Regions from separate parts of the Rattus norvegicus genome. Here all the other regions are linked to region 1. A link is a contact called in public Hi-C data. All regions are on one chromosome and are shown on one strand. The core of a region is the stretch at or near the end of the contact, and the rest is flanking DNA. Distances in the headings are between cores, read along the strand shown. Region 1 holds the start of Usp9x (ubiquitin specific peptidase 9, X-linked). Region 2 has its middle 81 kb from the start of Ube2q2l. Region 3 holds the start of Ube2q2l (ubiquitin-conjugating enzyme E2Q family member 2-like).

What was found. A called contact is a pair of places that touch in the nucleus more often than the background predicts.
Region 2: a Hi-C map of Schwann cells shows a contact between it and region 1, with 4 times the contacts expected there. The contact joins the enhancer-like site here to the promoter of Usp9x in region 1. A contact is called at or near these places in 3 of 12 Hi-C or Micro-C datasets (Schwann cells, frontal cortex and kidney) and 1 of 1 datasets of contacts at active chromatin or transcription factors (oligodendrocytes).
Region 3: a Hi-C map of liver shows a contact between it and region 1, with 1.8 times the contacts expected there. The contact joins the promoter of Ube2q2l here to the promoter of Usp9x in region 1. A contact is called at or near these places in 3 of 12 Hi-C or Micro-C datasets (the A7r5 cell line, liver and mammary epithelial cells) and 1 of 1 datasets of contacts at active chromatin or transcription factors (oligodendrocytes).

Annotation. Positions count from the first base shown.
Region 1 is chrX:12,367,470-12,371,721 of GRCr8, reverse strand. It overlaps Usp9x (ubiquitin specific peptidase 9, X-linked), which reads left to right and starts at 2,231. Exons shown (of 45, transcript NM_001135923.2): 1 at 2,231-2,444.
Region 2 is chrX:12,592,255-12,596,506 of GRCr8, reverse strand. No RefSeq gene overlaps it. Among named protein-coding and RNA genes, the nearest start is that of Ube2q2l, 81 kb to the right of the region's middle. Within about 2 kb of position 2,301, at least 31 of the 93 cell types and tissues checked have an H3K27ac peak or open chromatin away from gene starts, as enhancers often do. A contact at or near this core is called in Schwann cells, where this site is marked.
Region 3 is chrX:12,511,305-12,515,556 of GRCr8, reverse strand. It overlaps Ube2q2l (ubiquitin-conjugating enzyme E2Q family member 2-like), which reads left to right and starts at 2,078. Exons shown (of 1, transcript NM_001135997.2): 1 at 2,078-3,599. The coding sequence starts at 2,078. The coding sequence ends at 3,196.

The DNA of each region.
Region 1 (4,252 bases), core at 982-3,481:
GGATTGTAATTTTAAATTGACACATAGTAATCATATTTTTAGGGTATAATGTGATAGCATTTTGTTTGAGAGGATGAATGGAAGTAGACAGATCTCTAGCCTCAGTCTTGTTAAAAAAATCATGTATTAGTTTTATTGTTTTTAATAGAGGATTACCTAGGACTTTCCCTATGTAAGATTATGTTATTTGCAAGGAAAGTTTTAATTTTTCCTTTCATATCTGGGAATCTCTCACGTCTTTTCCTTCTTTGGCTAGAACCTCAAGTATAATGCTGAATAGAATTGGCTACTGTGGACATTTTTGTTAAGGATGCACTTTAGATGTGGCCAAAAGAACTACATTTATTTACCAATCCTGTTGATCTTAAACAAATGATTTACCAGTTTTGTTTTTCTATTTAAAATCAAGGCTACAGATACTAATCCCTCTGTTTCAGAGGGTTCTGAGGATTAAATACCCTCCCCGCTTAGCAAATTTAGAGTGTTCAATGGGTGGTAACCTCTCTCTTGGGAGGCTCCATAAGCAAGGGAAAGCATGCATGGAAGTAATTACATAAACAAGATTGCATGTGTTGAGAGTTATAATAAGGACTATAAATAATGGGTTTAGGGTAAGCTATTTGTTTTTGTGGTGAAAACAGTCATGTGCTGCATAGAGAAATGGTTTTAAAAAATTACACCAGTAACTCATTATCACCTGAATTCTTTTTTTTTTTTCTTTTCTTTTTTTTTCGGAGCTGGGGACCGAACCCAGGGCCTTGCGCTTGCTAGGCAAGAGCTCTACCACTGAGCTAAATCCCCAACCCCTATCACCTGAATTCTTTGGGATTCCATTTAACATTCATTTATTAGAATTGACTATATTTATAGCATACTTCAACAACCCTATACGAAATATAATGGACTTTATAGTATTTTATAATGATTTTAAATGAGATTTGCTGCCAACAGGCATTTTTAAGTCAAAATGAAATGTGATCGATTTATTTCCTCTTCATTTGTGAATTTTAGGTAAATTATGGAATTGTTCCAAACCTACCAACATTTGAGATTGCTCTGATACATTTTTCCTCTGCAGCCTGTACTTTGAATTCTCAGTATACAGAAAATAGTCCCTGACATAGCGGATGAGTTCCTAAGTCCCTCCCAGGTTCTCACACTGAATAGTGCTGATGATAGGGCAATGGAAGTTCATTTTGCTAGACTTAGTATTACTGAGTAGCTAAGGTGTGTAGGATAGTGTATAATTTTTTGTCTTTTCTGTTGTAAGGATTCCTGTGTCCAAAATATTCTCAGTCCCAGTCACTATGCCTTTAAGACTGACGAAATGCTTTTAGGTACTGATGCTGCAGGATCCTGTGAATGGGCTGCTTAAAGCGCCTCCCTCAAAGTGGAGTGGGAAGGCTCTCTGCTCTGGAGTGCAAGCCACACCTTCCCCTTATCGGCCGGGTGCAGGTGGCCAAACCCTCAGGACCTGGCACCACCTGTCCTGTCCTCGTGTCACGTGACGCGGGTCAGCTGCGCAGTCAAGACCCTCAAGCGACGCGGGTGCAAACGCCTAGCATTGGGACCCAGGAATCTCTTCTTTCGGTCCTCCCCCAACCCCCCCAACCATTCCGGAAAAGGGGGAGGCGGGTGACGTCACCATCCGGGCACTCCATGGTGGGGCCACGGTTCACAATGGAACAAAAACAAGCAGCCCTAGTCAAACTCGGCGACAAGGCTGCAGCTTCTGTGCTTAACCCTCTCCTGTCCACATCCCCACCATTACTGACAGACTAGTCCCTTTGCTCAGGCTGCCTGCTGGGTTTCTCCCTTCCCCCACCCCACCCCACCCTCCTCTTTGGAGTGTTCTGGGTCCTTCGTCAGCCTTCGGCCAGGTCCCCTAGCTGAGGGGTATGTAAGAGTCTCTGGCTCTCGCAAGATACCCTGGACAGGCCGTCCGGAAGCGACGGTAGAGCTGAATAATCTTTCCCTAGCATTGTTTTCTCCTCCCCCACCCAGTTTGCTGTGTTACAGCCTTCCACCGCCTTGTCCGGGCCCCCTAGTGGCCCAGAGCGTTCTTCCTTTCCTTCCCTCACCAACCCGAAGTGGACAGGGAGAGGGGGCAGCTGGCCCAGATGGGGGCTGGGCAGGGGGAGGGGCCGGGCCCAGCGCGGAGGGGCGGGGTTTGGAGGGGGAGGGGCCTGACGGGGGCGGGGAAGTTCTGAGCCTGGGCGGCGCTGAGACTAGTGGGAGTCTGCGCTGCTGCCGCTGCTGCCGCTGCTGTCGCTGTCGCTGCTGCCGCTGCCGCCGCCGACACTGCCACTGGCCGTGCGGGTTTTCTTTTTCTTTTTCTTTTTCTCTTTTCTTTTTTGATTTGTTGGATCCGCCATATTGACGAGGCTGTGGTACTCAAAGCTGCGGAAGCTAGACTCCGCCGGTGGCGGAGCCGCAACCTCTCGGTAAACGGCCCGTTCGGGCCCTCCTCTCTGTCCTACCGAACCCCCTCCCTGCCTTGCACCCGCTCCCAGGCCTCGCGGGAGCCGGCCGCCGCCGCCGCCTCTCCCTCAAGGGAGGCGGCTGCCTTTACCGCCCCAGGGGTTGGAGTCGGTGACGGGAGTGAGGAGAGGAGCCGCAGCCAAGCGAGCAGGCCCGGAGTGGGGGGACAGAGGCGGCGACTAGGGGAAGGTGAAACTGCCGCTGCAGGAGGAGGAGCAGGAGGAGGTGACGCAGGAGAAACGCACTGCCCGGAGCCTGACTGAGCTCAGAGAGCGCCCCAGCCTGAGGGGAGAAGGGGGAAGAGGGCCGCCGCCGGCTGAGAGGGAGGAGGAGGCGGCCGTGGCCACCGCTGCCCTAGGGCGGCTAGGGTGAGGGGCCGACCCCTTGTCGGTTCGCGTAGAGCGCTGTGAGCCCGGCATCCGCAGCCTCTCCTCATATTTTTGTCCCTCGTCAGCCCCTGGCTTGGGATGCTCCCAGGTTAGGCCTCGTCCCAGGATCGAGCTTTTGCATTTCGTCTCCCGCCTCCGCGTGTCCTGCTTCTTAGAAGACTCCTGTGTTGTGTTTGGTGAGTAGTTAGCTTGGCGATGCCGGGCCACTCGCCTTTCTGGGGCCTACAGCTGGCTGGAGGGGTGGGGAGGACGGCGCGAGGGGGTGTGCGTGCGTAAGAGGTCCCTCCCTTGGGGGTCACTGGCTGTTGGTGTGGGGGGCTTCCCTTGTCACCCGGGGGCCAGGCCAACGCGAACGCGCGCGAGCCTCCGTCGTGCGCGCGGTAGGTGTCCCGTGAGCGCGTGTCCGTGTCTGTGAATGAGCGTGTCGGTGTGTGTGAGTGTGTTTTGGACTGGCAGGGAAAATGGCTGACGGCTCTGGCCCTCCCCTTCCTCCCCCTTCCCGTCCTGACTAGAGTGGAGAGGAGGAGGATGGAGACTCCGTGCGCGGCGTGCGGCCCCTCCACCCGCGCGGGAGGTCGGCTCGGAGCGCGCGACGGCGCGCGGGCGCGCCGGGGGTGGGGGCGGGGACGGTTGGTTCGCGCGCCCCTTAACCCGGCCGCGGACGCCCTCAGCCTGTTCCACTTGACACCGAACGCCATTACTGAGGTGGAGTGATTTGGAGCGGGAGAGCTAGGCCTCGGCGACGCCGGCGACGCCTGGCTATCAGGCCTGCGGACTAGTTTGTCTCCTCTCCGCCCTCCCGCGATAACCTGCAGTCGCTCGGTGGCCCAGTGCCCTGGGAAGTCTGAGCCGGTTATCGCTCTCCCACACCTCCCTCACCCCGCTTCATCTGCTCAAGGCCAAAGGCCTGGAAGGATGTCTTGATGCCGAAATCGCTTCCAAGCGAGAGTAGACCTACCACCTTTGTATTTTTAGCTGTTCCTGAAGAACAAGAAAAAAGAAGACGAAGAAAGAAAATACTAGTATGTGCAAATTTGTGTCTAATAAAACCTTCAGATGCTTGTGGTGTGAGGCTTCAGGCTTGATAAATGGATTGTTTTTCATTCATTGTGAAATATTTAAGTTAAACAGGTGCGAAGCTGGGGGTTTGTTTCTGTTTGGGTTTCTTCAGAGACTGGAATAAGATTTTTCGAGACAAGGTACTTAAATTATTACTTTAGAAATTCTGTAGTTACACCGTTAATTGAATTTTCACAGCCACAGTTTACAGGTGTGTGTAATTGCTGCAGAGGGTCGTTGGTTGTAAATGAAGGAATTGTGGGGTTTGGTAATATTTTCGTTTCTTTTGGTAGGAGAGGCATTTGTAGTAATTTTTTTTTTAC
Region 2 (4,252 bases), core at 1,052-3,551, 220 kb before region 1:
AAAATAGAGGCATGAAGATGGCAGGTACACGGCCAGCCTGGGCTACCTAACAAGTTCTAGAGCAGTCTAAAACAGCCTCCTGTTGGATTAAAACCAAATGTACACCCTCTGCAGCTGAAGGACTGATACAGTTGTACACCGAACTTAACCTTTTCAGAAACTGAAGTGTAGGCCTGGTGAGATGGCTCAGTGGGTACGTGTGCTCACCATCACGAAAGGGTACAGACCTAAGTTCAACCCCCAGAGCTAATAGCAAACCAGGTGCATGGCTGTCATCCCAGCAACCGGACGGTGAGATGGGAGAGGGAGACAGGAGAGTACTCGAAGCCCAGGCTAGCCTGATTTATGAAGCACAGCAACAAGCAACAGATTGTGCCTCTAACAGGGCGGAGTCCTCTGACTGCCACATACACACGTACACACAGACACACAATACACATACACACCACACACATGCATGGAGACACACATGCACCACACACCACATGCATGGAGACACACAACACATGCACACAACACACATTGTAAACTATTTCATGTGTCCTCAGGAATGACTGAGAAATCCAGTAGAAATTCCCTATGCACTTCGTCCACGTCTCTGCTCTAGTCCCTTGAATAGAAGCCTGGAGCAGACCACCGTCCTGGCTTGTCAGGGAACATTTTCCAGGTTTGATGTCATTCCTCTTAGTTATTTATTGATTTGTTTATTGAGACAGGGCCTTCCTGGAACTCACTCTGTAGGCCAGATTGGCCTTGAACTCAGAAAAATCCACCTGCCTCTGCCTCCCAAATGCTGGGATTAAAGGTGTGCACTGTTTCCATGTTATTCCTTTTAAAAAGGAAAACTGCCTACTCTGGCCATTTGCAGCCTTGAACTCACGATGTAGTAGACTGTCCTCAAACTGGCAGTAATCCTGCTGCCTCTGGCTCCTCAGTGCTGGAAATTATACAATTACCATCATGCCTGTATGCTTTTCATGAAAAGAAAATAATAGTAATACTAGATCCTTTCCATCAGACTTAATTATGCTGACAGCAAACTAATTTTTTAAAAAGTAAAACCCCAAAGGGCAGATAGATTGGGAATGCAAACAGCAACAGAACTCTGGGGGTGAAGATGCAAAACACCTAGGAAAATAGACCACACAGGCTGAATCCAAGAAGCAAACTGATATCTTTTGTTACGTTTCAGAAAGATTCAGGATTTGGGGGTGGGGGCAACCCTAGCTTATGAAACTGGGGTGACGGTGAAACTGGAAAATTAAAAAGCCATATTGAAAGCAGCTGGGCCAATGTGAATCTAGCTTGGAGACAGAAGCTGTGTAAACAGGACCATGCCTCGGAGAGAACCCAGGACCGCAATTGCACACACCCGACCAGTGCTGCTGAGCGACGCCCCCAGGCTGAGCAGAAGAATTTCAGTGCATTAATTAGTGCACTGAATTAGTGAGTTGCCTACTTATGAGGTTGTTAGGTAGGACATGAGAGCACACAAAGAGAACTCTGAGAAGGTATCATGGAGGCAGTAACCACAGGAGGCAGTGAGCATCCTCAAGGCTGGGGAAACAAAGAAAAGAGGGTGGAATTATTAAAAAAAAAACTAGTAGGTCAGAGAAGGGTCCCTAAGGACTGGAACATATGTCCCCGCCCCGCGCCCCCAAAGCAGGGTGTTGCTGCACGCACAGGTTCAAGTGTTCCTGGGGTGAGGACGTGATAAGGCAGCTCAAGAACTGCAAAACTGCCATGCTGCAGAGAAACCCAGCTGCTGGAGCATTTAAGCCAGGCTGGACTGCGGCAGGCTGGAGTGGGAAGCTTGTCCCTGTATCTTTTGCCAGCCGGCCTGCTTCCCTCTACTGCCCTCTACGGGTGAAGTCTAGCAAGGAACAGCCAGCGAAATCAATGGGGCTAGCAGACTCCGCCCAGCCAGCACAAAGCCAAACAGAAAAAGGTGGATTCGAGCCAGAAGACAAAACAGTACTCACTGACAGTGTGTGTCAGGAGCTGTAGACATCCAGATGACCAGCCTCAGAAACGCAACGGCTTCCCGGACCGCTGCACGCTGAACACACTCTCTCTCTCTCTCTCTCTCTCTCTCTCTCTCTCTCTCTCTCTCTCTGTGTGTGTGTGTGTGTGTGTGTGTGTGTGTCCGTGCGCATTTGTTTAAAGGGTGTTGTCGCTTGACTGGGGCATATTAAGCATGGCTGAACGAGGGAATCTACGTCAAGAATAAGGAGTGATTGAGGGTGAAGTGACCCTCAGCCCTCATCTCCCGGTGACCCTCACTGGAAAATACCATCAGTTCTCCTGTCATCAGCATGCCAGAAAGCTGCATTTCTCAGGCGCTGGCAGCTTTAGATACCAGAATAGTGGTCTAACTAACGTCACACCCAACCGTCCTCATCAGACTCTCTTCTAATCACGTTCTTAGGTTATAATCTTAGGACCTGGGACTACTAGTTACCCCCAGGAAACCCACTAACTATGCCAAGACAGAGCACAAAACATTGAAGATAAAATCATTAGGAAGAAAAAGAATGAGAGATGTAGCCACTTCAGTAGTTAATATTTTCCAAGAAATCAGAGATGATATTGCAATCACGTAAAGACACCTAGGGATAGGAAAAGCCACCTAAAGGGGTAAAAAAAGAAAAAAGAAAAGATGGCTAGAAGACATGAAAAACTCCATGATACCTTCTCAGAGTTCTCTTTGTGTGCTCTCATGTCCTACCTAACAACCTCATAACTAGGCAGACTGGAAGGTAAGGTTGAGTAAATCTCTCAGATATGGAGGAGAGCCCAACCATGGGGGCAACGCCTTTAGTGTCAGCCCTCAGGAGGCAGAAGCAGGTGGGTCTTTGTTCCAGGCTGGCTAGCTGGAGCGCTACAAATGAGACTCTGTCTCAAAATACTTTTTTAATTAATTATTTAAAAAAATACAAACGAATTCCTGGAGGTGAAGTTTAGTTAGCATAGTATTGGCCTTATAACAACGCTGGCTGGACTGACGCTCTGTGGTTGAGTGCTTTCCAGCACCCACCTCCAGTGGATCACATCCGCCTATAACTCCAACCCCACGTGCACACCTCCTCCCCTACACATATACGCATCATCAAAAACAAAATCAGTATTTTAAAAATGCCAAGAAAAATGAATTCCAACAGAGATGGGACCTGTAAAAAAAAGTCCATTAATGAGACTAATTAACTGCATGTTTAGATGAACCATCTCAAAACCTTGACCTCCCATGCATCTGGTCCTCGAGAGCTAACAGAGCTGCTCTAGCAAGGGAGAAAAATCCTTGAGAGTAAGAGTTGTCGCTCAAGAGGGTGCTCGGTGATGGAGGCTCCCAGGGTGACAGTGGACGAGACTCCCAGACCTCCAGAGTGCAAGCACTGCAGACAGATCCAGTGACCAATGGATTCTTCGGAAGGGTGGATGCTGGTGAATACCAGAGGGGCGCAGTAGGCTGGATGCTGGTGAATACCAGAGGGGTGCAGTAGGCTAGGAGGTAGCTCAGGGCCAGTACAGGCTTAGTTATGCATGAAGCCCTAGGTTCTATTCTCAGCAGTGGAAGAAAGGGAGGGAGGGGGAAATAAGGAAAAGGAAGAGAAAGGGAAAGGGGAAGGGAGGGAAAGAGAATTAGAGGGCAATAAAAGATTGTGAGGTGGATTAATTATTAGTATTTACAAAACATAAATGAAGAGAATGGGCAACGGTTGATCTCAGGAAATAGAAATAGCTGGGCAAGCAAAGAGATACTTTCGGGGGGGGGGGGACGGGACTGTATCGCTGCGCCATGAAGCACACGTATACAATTACAGTGATGTAAACGTTAGCTGTTGGTTTAGTCAAATGATGGTGCAATTCTAGTGGAGGCTTGGGGACTGGTAGGATGGCTATCTTTCAGAACGCTGATTTTCTTTTGTACATTTAGACATCCCTGCACAGGTCAGGATAGCGAACAAAGTACAGGAAGAAATTATTATGAGAAGAAAAAAATGGTTGCCTTAGGGAATAGGAGAAAAAGGATGAATAATTTTGGGGAAAAATGAATGAAAGAAAGAAAGAAAGAAAGAAAGAAAGAAAGAAAGAAAGAAAGAAAGAAAGAAAGAGGCTGGAGAGATGGCTCAGTGGTTAAGAGCACTGACTGCTCTTCCTGTGATCCTGAGTTCAAATCCCAGCAACCACATGGTAGCTCACGACCATCTGTAATGGGATCTGATGCCCTCTTCTGGTGTGTCTGAAGACAGCT
Region 3 (4,252 bases), core at 829-3,328, 140 kb before region 1:
GGCTGGTCATGGCGTTTTGTCACAGCTATAGAGCCGGTAGCTAGAACAACAGGCACAAAGAATCAATTTGACATTTGTCTTACACCAAATACCAATGTCAACTCAAAATAGGTTAAAGACATGAACACAAGTTCTGAAATAGTAAACACTTTTGGAAGAATGGGTGAGGGGGAATCTTCACAACACTTATCTACGCATATAAACCCCAAAACACAAACAACAAAGCCAAAACCGGACATGGAAAATTACATCGAACTAAGAAACTCCTGGTCAGAATAGTCAACAGTATGAAAAAGCAGCCAGTAGAATTTGAGAAAATGCTTCAAACTTTACACATGTAATAATTTCACATTAATATCTTAGTCGAGCAGTGGTGGTGCACGCCTTTCATCTGAGCACTCAGGAGGCAGAGGCAGGCAGATCTTTCTGAGTTTGAGGTCAGCCTGGTCTACAGAGTGAGTTTCAGGTCAGCCAGGGCTAAACAGAGAAAGTCTGTCTCAAAAAACAACCGACAAAGAAACAAAAAAAAAAAGGTTAATACCTTGGGCTGGAGAGTTGGCTCGGCAGTTAAGAGGACCCGCATTAAATTCCCAGCATCCACATGGCAGTTCACAACGGCCTGTAACCCCAGTCCTAGGGGTTTCTTCTGGCCCACACGTGTGCCACACTCACTTGATGTGCACACATACATACATGGGGCAAAATACCCACACACAGAAGAGAAAAATAAAGATGGAAACTTTTAGGTTAATATCACAAAACAAACAAAGCAAAAACCTGGTTTTAAGATGGACAAAGGACTCGATAGGCATTTCTCATGAGAAGACAGGAAGTGTGACTCTTGTGAAACCCAAACTGCAGATGAAAGCCACCAAGAAGTGTCTTGTCACACCTCACTCGTAGGAGGCATGATAAAAATAAACAATAATAAAAGCGAAAAGAAAATGACCAGTGGTAACAAAGATGTGGAGAAACTGGTGAACTGAAAGTAGTCGTGAAGTTTCCTTAAAAATCTATGTACAGCATAAAGCCTTATGATTCCACCAGCCTGCTTCTGCTTACTGTTCAAAAGAATCAAAAGCAGGAGCTCTCTCCCCCGTCTCTGTCCTTGCTCTCTGTGTCTTTGTCTCTCTGTGTCTCTGTCTCTGTCTGTCTGTCATCCCCCCCCCCCCGCAACCCTCCCCCACTCTTTCCTCTCTGCCTCCCCGACTCACTGTGTGTATGTGTTTTGTTATGTGCAGGCAAGGCAAGGCGAGAAGGTAAGGCAAGGCAAGGCAAGCTCCCAGTCTGCCTCTCACACAGCTCTGGGATTACAGGCCTATGTTAGGTCAAGCCAAGCTTTTTATACATGCGCTGAAGATTTGAACTCCTCAGGCTTGGGTATCGAGTGAGACTTTTTTGCTGAGCCATCTCCCACCTCTGAAATCAGTGAACCATGTTCACTGCAGCAGGATTCAAGCTAGCCACCATATGGAAACAACTAAAATGACTATCGAAATGAACCGACTGGGGATCCAAGCCCTGGGTAGCCTTTGCACAACACAAACTAGCTGTGGTGGTGCGTTCCTGTAATCCCACCACCCAGGAGGTGAGGGTAGAAAGATCAGAAGTTCAAATTTCTTTGAAAGTCAGCCTCTGACTGTAGCTTGCATGCCTAGAATGCATGTGGCCTTGGCTTCCATTCCCAGTAGGCCATAAACTGGGTGTGGTGGCGCTGTGATATCAGCACTGGGTGAAGAGGGAGGCAGAGGCGGGAGGGTCAGGCGTTCAAGGCCATCTTTGGTTACACAGAGTTCAAAACCAGCCCCCGCTATTCGAGACTATGTTTCAAAGCAAAATTTAAAAAACAAAAATAACAAAAGGTTCCCTTATGCAAGACGAAAAGGCCCTGTAGATCACTGTGCGACACAGTGCTTAGACTTATGACTGCGGCGGCCACGCTCTGCGGGTCGCGGAGGCGGGCAGAGGCGGAGCCGCAGGAGCCCGGCCCGGCGGCCCCAGGGGCGGTGGCAGCCCAGCAGGCGTCTCGCGGGGCCGCTTCGCTTCCACACTCGTCTCGGAGGACCCGAGAGGAAGGATGTCGTCGGGGCTTAAGGCCGAGCTGGAGTTCCTAGCGTCCATCTTCGACAAGGACCACGAGCGGCTGCGCATCGTGAGCTGGCAGCTGGATGAGCTGCAGTGTCAGTTCCTGGTGCCGCCGGCGCCCGCGGGCAGCCCGCCCTTGCCGCCGCCGCTCACCCTGCACTGCACCATCACCGAGTCCTACCCATCCTCGCCGCCGATATGGTTCGTGGACTCTGACGATCCAGACCTCACATCGATCCTGGAACGTCTGGAAGATTCGAAGCCCAACAGTTCGCTTCGTCAGCAGCTCAAGTGGCTGATCTGCGAACTCTGCAGCTTATATAACCTGCCTGAGCACCTGGATGTGAAGATGCTGGACCAGCCGGTCCCCATCGCCCAGAAAGCGACCATCGAGGAGGTGCCTTCTGAAGATGAAGAGGAAGATGCAGCTGACGGGCTGGAAGACTTGGATCATTATGAGCTGAAAGAAGATACTTGTAGTGAGAAAAAGTCAGAGGATGAAGGGCTTGAGAAAGAGCATTTGGCAATATTAGAGAATATCAAGAAGAGCCAAAGGCAAGAGCATTTGAATGGTACCGTGTCTGGCTCAGTGCATGCTTCAAATAGACTCATGAAAGAACTCAGAGAGATATACAGGTCGCAGAGTTACAAGTCGGGGACTTATTCTGTGGAACTGATAAACGACAGCTTATATGACTGGCACGTTAAACTGAGGAAGGTTGACCCCGATAGTCCCTTGTACGGCGACCTTCAGCTCTTGAAAGAAAAAGAAGGCATAGAATATATTTTGCTTAACTTTTCTTTCAAAGATAACTTTCCGTTTGATCCTCCCTTTGTTCGCGTCGAGTTGCCCATTCTCTCTGGAGGGTATGTCTTGGGCGGAGGGGCATTGTGTATGGAACTGCTCACCAAGCAGGGCTGGAGCAGCGCGTACTCCATAGAATCGGTTATTATGCAGATCAACGCCACCCTAGTCAAAGGCAAGGCCAGGGTGCGCTTTGGAGCAGATAAGAATCAATATAATCTAGAAACAGCCCAACAGTCCTATGACTCTGTCGTGCAGATGCATGAGAAAAAAGGCTGGTTCACTCCTCCAAAGGAAGATGGGTAAATAGACTGCCATGTGTTTGGAAAAATGTAGCTTTAAAGACACAAGCTTTGCATATCTTTGTAACAGTAGTGCGGAAGATATTAGCTAATTGGTGTTTTAGTGGATAATCTGTCAACTGACCGCCAGTAGACGTTTCAACCTTTTCGTTTTGCTTACTGTGGGGGTCTTGGGCCAAACTGTGAGCCTTTACTGTGGTTTTCCCTGATAAATAATCATAGTGTTCATTTTTCGTCATCCGTTTTCCTTGATGTGAATGTGTTAAGTAGGCCAGTCAGTTGTGACTTTAGATAATTTTCGTTTATTGAGCTATTTGGGGAGGGAGGGGGGTAATAAGTATTTACAAACATTTGTTCCATTTAGTGCCAATAAAAGTTTTGCCAGTGTCCAATACTGGCTCAGAAGAGATTTGGGTTTCTGTGGGTTTTTTTTGTGTGCGTGATACTTGGGATGGAACCCAGGGCTTCCTGCGTTCTACACGACCTATCCCGTTGAGCTATGTTCCCAGCTGAATGGTTATGTCTTCTCGACTACAGTCTTTTGGGGTCTAAAGCCATTTGATTGCCTAAATAATGATAGGAACTTTGCTCAAGAATTGATAACATTTTTATGGCTAGGTTATGATATGAACTGTTTCCTAAAGCTGGGCTCTTGAAACTAAGTTACAGTGTACTTGGGCAAAGCAATCAAGGGCAAGCAAGCTACTTAAGGCTCGAAGTCGTTTGCACTGGTCTTGCTTAGCTAAGTCTTTCTCCTCTTCCTCTGCCCTTTCTTTGAGACAGGGTTTCAGGTACCCGAGGCTGGCCAGGAGCTCCAGATCCTTCTGCCCCTCCATCTCAGGTACTAATGAATTTGTTTCTTATTGGTTTGCTCTTTGTTATGAAGCAGAGCCACAGTCTACAGCTTGGGGTTAGTTGTGAACGCTGCCATTCTTCCTTTCCATTTTACTAACGGGATGCTGCAACTCGTTGTAGGCTGATAAACTTTGTAAAGTGCTCAGCAGATTCCTTGAGCAGAAATTATACATTTAAGTTCCACAAATGCCTAATTTGGAGACTT